Regions from separate parts of the Pan troglodytes genome. Here region 1 is linked to region 2. The links are chromatin contacts, called in public Hi-C maps. All regions are on one chromosome and are shown on one strand. Each heading gives the region's core, a stretch centred on a gene start, on an enhancer-like site or on the middle of the called end of the contact. The rest is flanking DNA. Distances are from core to core; before and after follow the strand shown. Region 1 holds the start of SUDS3 (SDS3 homolog, SIN3A corepressor complex component). Region 2 overlaps WSB2 (WD repeat and SOCS box containing 2).

Evidence for each region. Hi-C and Micro-C count contacts between places; a contact is called where the count stands out from the background.
Region 1: a contact with region 2 is called in a Hi-C map of stem cell-derived neural progenitor cells, with 2.3 times the contacts expected there. The contact joins the promoter of SUDS3 here to the enhancer-like site in region 2.

The regions. Positions count from the first base shown.
Region 1 is chr10:125,176,694-125,180,354 of NHGRI_mPanTro3-v2.0_pri, reverse strand. SUDS3 (SDS3 homolog, SIN3A corepressor complex component) reads right to left here and starts at 2,354. Exons shown (of 13, transcript XM_063785066.1): 1 at 1,586-2,354. It overlaps TAOK3 (TAO kinase 3), which reads left to right and starts at 2,580. Exons shown (of 21, transcript XM_016924344.4): 1 at 2,580-2,895. It overlaps LOC134807409 (a long non-coding RNA gene), which reads left to right. Exons shown (of 3, transcript XR_010147798.1): 2 at 243-365; 3 at 1,160-1,276.
Region 2 is chr10:124,837,282-124,840,722 of NHGRI_mPanTro3-v2.0_pri, reverse strand. It overlaps WSB2 (WD repeat and SOCS box containing 2), which reads left to right. Exons shown (of 9, transcript XM_016924334.4): 6 at 454-626; 7 at 1,642-1,752; 8 at 1,873-1,980; 9 at 2,595-3,441. The coding sequence ends at 2,757. Among named protein-coding and RNA genes, the nearest start is that of RFC5, 19 kb to the right of the region's middle. Within about 2 kb of position 1,957, at least 9 of the 24 cell types and tissues checked have an H3K27ac peak or open chromatin away from gene starts, as enhancers often do. A contact at or near this core is called in stem cell-derived neural progenitor cells, where this site is marked.

The DNA.
Region 1 (3,661 bases), core at 1,105-3,604, 340 kb before region 2:
AAAGTAGCCCCACTTTTATGTTCCACCCGAGTCTCCGTAGTAAACGCAACCAGTAGTGAAAATGAACAGATGTGAAAACCAGGGTGGAACCGAATATTCCCATTCTCAGACCTTTTGTGATTAAATTTATCTCTGAATTGTTCCCTATGGACTCTTCTAAAAATGAAACGTTATTCTCATCCCACTTATTTTGACATTTATTTACTACCTTGTTTTAATTAAAATCTTGGCTCTATTTGTAGGTGACTTTTTCTCCCAACAAAACTAAAGAATTTCCAGAATGGAATGCTAAGATGTCTTTCCAGGAGTTCCGAGATCTTCTGAAGCCCCTTCTAAATAAGAATCATTCTCAGATCGCACCGTAGGTCTGCCATCTATATTTAAACTAGGATTTCAGAACTGTCTCTTGTCCAAAAGATGAAGTCATTTTCTTTCTTTGTGCTGTTGGAGAACATCTAAATTACTTGCAATCAACTATATTGAGTAACTTGCATTCCTGTCAGTAGCAGTAATCATAGTGCAGAAAAAGCAAAGATTTTAGAAATCAAGAGTTCATTGATACAATTAATTTTTAAGTTTATTTCGTTGCTAAATGGTTTCCTTTCAAGACGCTGAGATTTTTATCCTGCTTATGTTTTACTGCTATCTTCTTGACTGCAAACAGCATCTGTTAATGGTCATGCATTTCTTTTTTATATGTAATGAATAGACACAACTGAGCACTTGGGTTATGAAAACTTACCCCATTTTTTTCTGTCCAGATTGCCAGCTGCAGAACTAAAAAATGCTCTTTAGTGAAGGTGGACCTACTCAAAAAAATTCTCTTATGGCTTTAGTCTTACCCAACCTTTAGATTTATTTAATATGATTTTGGACAGTCGCTATACTCCTGTAAAAATCAAGTTCCCTCAAAACCAAGTTTTACCACCTTGAAATCTTTTTCTGTATCCCTTCTCAAAACGGTACTCAGCCACACCGCTCAGGAACTCGACTTGACTTGAAACGAAGCCCTGCCAGCCCCATTTCCACAACTTCTTTGCTTCCAGGCCTTCTCTGCCTACCCTAACACCCAAACTGAAACTTTAAAGGGGCACATCACTATTGGAATGGAGTGTGATTCTTTTTTTTTTCTTTTTCTTTTTTTCTTTTTTTGAGACAGAGTTTTGCTCTTTCACCCAGACTGGAGTGAAGTGATGCAATCTCGACTCACTGCAACCTCCGCCTCCGGGTTCAAGCGATTCTCCTGCCTCAGCCTTTCGAGTAGCTGGGATTACAGGTGGGTGCCACCATGCCCGGCTAATTTTTGTATTTTTCGTACAGACGGGATTTCACCATGTTGGCCAGGCAGGTCTGGAACCCTTGACCTCAGGTGATGAATGGCGTATGATTCTTAAAACACTAGAAGAAACATGTATACTGTTTAGAACACAAACACATTTTGTCAGCTGGAGTTAAAAAGTTAACAATCGAGGGTTCTCTGAGAACTAAGGCCTGTATACATCTGACAAAACTTAGGATCAAAATGTGTTCCTGAAACGAAACAATTTCTTCATAAAATGCTAAATTCTAAAGTCCATAAACTTACTTTTGGGGTTAAGAGTAAGGAAAGCAGTTTTGTTTCCGGTGTTGATTTGATCAGCATATCCAGTTTCTCAAAAATAACACAAATGGGTCTTAGTAGCAGGATGCACTTTCACCCCTGGCAGGCACTATCCTTTAGCGTGGATCAAGAGGAGTCTCTGATTATCACATGTTAAACTTGGGTCAAAGCTCGTTATCCTTTGGCCACACGTTCACATAGAATCATTAAAACCTGTGGCCCTGGAAAAAGGTTATATTGAATAGGTTTGCTGAAACCTTGTTAAGCTAACAAGGTAGGTAGGTTCCCCTACCACAGTCTTCCTACTGTCATAAAAACTTACAAACTGAAAATTTCTAAAGCTTTGCCCTTGCACCTATCAAAATGTGCCCCGCATTGAACGCTTAGTTGGGCAAAGTATGCACCTAGTACTGTATATAGATTTTTTTTCCCCCAACGGTATCAAACTGACGGCTGCTGAACTCAATTCAAGGAGAAGCAACTCCCTTGCAAGAGATTTTAAAAAGAAATGGTTTAAATCCAGGAAATTTTTACAAATCCTGGGCAAATAAATGCTATATTAGTTCATGGCAGAATTACTAAGAAAGCTGTGCAAGGTCTAGCGAGAGACTGGGGTCCTCCCCAAAGGCTCTAACATGGTGGTCCCTGGGAATCTCCCAAGAAAAGTAAAGGCGTGGGGAGAAGCGCCATGAACTTTGACCGGAGAGCAGCACAAACAAAACTGACCGCACCCCAGGCGGGCCCGTAGGTTACTAAAGTTGCAAGGTCTTCCGCGTCTGAGGAGACCCCGCCCTGCCCTGTCCCGCCCATCGACAACTCCGCCAATCCTCGGGTTCCATCGACCGCTCGGCTTCCCAGGCTCCATCAATCAAATACCTATATACGGCCCCGGCCCTGTGCCCCGCGATCAGGGAAGGTCAGTAGAGAGCCTATTGGAGCCGAGCTTGGGGCGTGGTCCGGGGCAGGGGGCGGGCGGACTGAGACGGTGGGGCGGGGCGTGCTCGGCGCAGTCCGGTGCGATTGGCCACCCCTGGCAGGAGCCGCACCTCGGACAGCAGCAGCGGCGGCGGCCGCGGGAGGGTCCTTGTGGCGCCGGGCGGCGGGGTCCTGCGTGGAGAGTGGGACGCAACGCCGAGACCGCGAGCAGAGGCTGCGCACAGCCGGATCCGGCACTCAGCGACCGGACCCAAGGATCCGCCGGGGAACAAGCCACAGGAGAGCGACTCAGGAACAAGTGTGGGAGAGGAAGCGGCGGCGGCGGCGCCGGGCCCGGGGGTGGTGACAGCAGGTCTGAGGTGAGAGCACCGGGGCGCGGGGCATGACAGTGGGAGCCGAGGCGGCGGGACCCCAGGCAGAGTGAGGGGAGTTGCAGGAGCGGGCTCGACAGTGCAGACTGTGGAGAGGAGACCCCGGGAGGGACTGGGACAGCGGGTGAGGAGAGGGGACTCCGAGAGGGACCGAGGCAGTGGCTCTGAGTGGAGAGGACTCCGAGAGGGTCCAAGACTGAAAGTCTGAGGGGAGGGGTCTCCAAGAGGGGCCGGGACAGTGCGCGTGAGAGGAAGGGACCCGGAGAGGGGCTGGGGTAGTGGGGTGAGGGGTGGGTGCCTCATGAGGCACTAGGATAGGGGGATGAGGGGAGGGGGTCCCCTGAAGGACCAGGTCCCAGAAAAGATCAGGGACAGCGGGGAGAGGGGAAGGGTCCCCGAGAGGGGCCGGCACTGAGAGTCTGAGAGATGGGGACCCCGAGAGGGGCTGGGACAGCACCCGGGGAGAGGAGACCCCGAGGTGAGGGGAGGGGACCCAGAGAGGATCCAGGACAGAGTAAAGAGAGGGGACCGGTCAGGGGATGTGAAGACAGGGGATCCCCAGAGGGCTTAGAACAGAGTGTGAGAAGACCCCAGGAAGGGCCAAGACAGTGGGAGAAGAGGAGGGGTCCCGGAAGGGGGCTGGGCTGAGACAGCGGAGCTGAGAGCAGGACACCTAGAGAGAGGCCGGGACAGCGGGTGGGAGCAGGGTGACCCCGAGAGGGGCCAGGACAGCGGGGTGAGGGGAGGGGACCCC
Region 2 (3,441 bases), core at 708-3,207:
GTGATCCACCCACCTCAGCCACCCAAAGTGCTGAGATTACAGGCATAAGCCATCGTGCCTGGCCGCTGACCTTTATTTTTAAGTGGAATAAGATAGCACTTGGCTCAGGTCTTCATCAGCACATACTACTACCCTATTGGCAAACAGGACTCAGAAGCAGACTCAGAAGTCTCTGCACATGCGTTTCAGCAGGGGTCTTCCTAAGGCTGATCTGGTTTATTCTCTCTTATAGTGAGCTCCTTGAGCATGCCCATTGTTTTAAATCCTCAAGAATCCAGACCAGTTACCTTATTTAAACCTACACTACACATTCTGGAAGAGCTGTAGAAAAGGGATAGAGAATCAGCCCTGGCTGCAGGGCCTGCAGATTTGGTGGTGGTACCTTTCCCTCCCTCCGTTTGAGTCCTAAGCACTTTGCTTCTGCCCTAACCAGGCACTTCTTACTTTCCACAGGTCTTTCTATGGAGCATGAGGTCCTACACGTTAATTCGGAAGCTAGAGGGCCATCAAAGCAGTGTTGTCTCTTGTGACTTCTCCCCCGACTCTGCCCTGCTTGTCACGGCTTCTTACGATACCAATGTGATTATGTGGGACCCCTACACCGGCGAAAGGCTGAGGTCACTCCAGTAAGGACTGAATCCCTGCTATGACTTTTTTGTGGGGGGACTGATGAGGAACCTGCCTGGGATTAGACATGTCTCTTTTAGAATCTGGGACATGGGAGGGGACAAGCTGGATAAAAAGGCACAGTGGGTCTCTTTTTCTTTTGAGACAGAGTCTCGCTCTGTCACCCAGGCTGGAGTGCAGTGGCGCAATCTTGGATCACTGCAACCTCCACCTCCCGGGTTCAAGCGATTCTGCTGCCTGAGCCTCCCGAGTAGCTAGGACTACAAGCGTGCGCCACCAGGCCTGGCTAATTTTTGTATTTTTAGTAGAGATGGGATTTCACCATGTTGGCCAGGCTAGTCTCAAACTCCTGACCTCAGGTGATCCACCGCCTCAGTCTCCCAAACTGCTATTATAGGCATGAGCCACTGCGCCTGGCCTGGTTCATTGCTTCTTAGTGATGCCTTGTCAATTAAGCCCTCTCAAGTAGCTTTGAGTGTCTTCCAGTCTCCCGATTCAGGTGGCTGTGTGTACTTCTTCGGAATCAGCATTATGAAGCCTCAATATGACTCTTTATTTCCATTTACTAATAACTGTAGTAACAAGTTCAGAAAGAGCCTCTTATCGAAACTGTGCTTTCCAAAATGAGTTTCATGTTCTCACAAACTTGGTCTCCTTTTTCCTTTTGTGTCTGTTGTTTTATGAAGCAAATAATAGGCAGTCCTATAATTATCATGTATCTTAGCCTAAAAAAGACTTGCAGTTTCTACTGTGGCATTAAAGTGAGGGCTGACCTACTTTGCATAAGCAAATTAGCACAAGGAAGTGTTAGTAACCCTTCATCCACAGGACACCTGGAGCCTTCTGAGATACCCTTTTTTTTCCCAGTGTGCAAATCCCAAGCTTTTCCACGAGGGGCACACAATGCATCTCGAGCCCTTTTGTAGCCAGGGCAGTTTGGCTTCCTGCCTAGGGTGATGATGGAGGGTGGAGAGCAGCCATCACTCCAGGCCTGCCATCCTGTTTCTTTCCCAGCCACACCCAGGTTGACCCCGCCATGGATGACAGTGACGTCCACATTAGCTCACTGAGATCTGTGTGCTTCTCTCCGGAAGGCTTGTACCTTGCCACGGTGGCAGATGACAGGTAACGAAGAGAACTCTCTTTACATGGCCTCAGAACAAGTGCTTGCAAGTAATGGCAGCAAGGCCCTCTTGGTCTGGCCCTGGGTCAGCTAATATCCAGATGTTCTCTCTCCCCATCCAGACTCCTCAGGATCTGGGCCCTGGAACTGAAAACTCCCATTGCATTTGCTCCTATGACCAATGGGCTTTGCTGCACATTTTTTCCACATGGTGGAGTCATTGCCACAGGGTATGTATTAGCTGAACAGATGGGTGGTGCTTTCTGCTGAGTATACCATGGAGCTTTTTAAGGAAAGAAACCATCTAGAATTTTCTTGCCTATGAGGAAACCTTTAAGGCAATTCAAGATTATATAAAACTCAAATGATCGATTTTGCTAATAACGGTGTCCCATTTTCTCTGAATATTTAACCTAAATGTAATTAAAGATCTGTAAGTCATGCCACCTAATGGGCCAAGTTCACAAGGGAGAATAAAATTGAGATGATGCATAATATATGGGAAACGATTTAGGGCTAAAAGACCACTTTACAGGTAACATCTATAATTCAGTAGGTGGCACTCTTCCCCCTTATACTTTTGAACTAACTGTGGTCAGATTTAGAAAGGGCTGTGCCAAGAGAGAGCGCTTTGGTATCACAGGTGTCTTGAGTTTTTCTAATCCTATCAGCAGCTTTAATTATTCAGCACCACAACTTTTACATCCATTTCCACAGTCAGGGTTACATTTCACTCTCCGAAGTCTCCTGCTCTTTGCAGTCAAAACAGAAACATGAGTATTCATCCTCATGAAAACATGAACATCCAAGCTCTGTCTTAGCATCGGTTTCTGTTTCATTTCAGGACAAGAGATGGCCACGTCCAGTTCTGGACAGCTCCTAGGGTCCTGTCCTCACTGAAGCACTTATGCCGGAAAGCCCTTCGAAGTTTCCTAACAACTTACCAAGTCCTAGCACTGCCAATCCCCAAGAAAATGAAAGAGTTCCTCACATACAGGACTTTTTAAGCAACACCACATCTTGTGCTTCTTTGTAGCAGGGTAAATCGTCCTGTCAAAGGGAGTTGCTGGAATAATGGGCCAAACATCTGGTCTTGCATTGAAATAATAGCATTTCTTTGGGATTGTGAATAGAATGTAGCAAAACCAGATTCCAGTGTACTAGTCATGGATCTTTCTCTCCCTGGCATGTGAAAGTCAGTCTTAGAGGAAGAGATTCCACTTGCACGGCAACAGAGCCTTACGTTAAATCTTCAGTCCAGTTATGAACAGCAAGTGTTGAACTCTTTCTGCTCGTGTTGATTCAAAGTGCAGTTACTGATGTTGTTTTGATTATGCAACTAAGTAGGCCTCCAGAGCCTCTCTAGTGGCAGAGCAGCTCACACTCCCTCCGCTGGGAAGGATGGCTTCTGCCTAGTACCTATCCTTGTGTTTCTGATGCAGTGGTAGCATTGGTTCAAGTTCTCTCCTGCTGCGGTCAGAGTTGCTTCGATGTTGGCCAAGTGCTTTTCTTCTTGGGCTCCCTTCTGACCTGCAGGACAGTTTTCCTGGAGCCATTTGGTATGAGGTATTAATTTAGCTTAACTAAATTACAGGGGACTCGGAGGCCGTGCTCCTGACCGATCCAGACACTATTACTGGCTTTTTTTTTTTTTTAACAATGGTGTGCATGTGCAGGAAATGACAAATTTG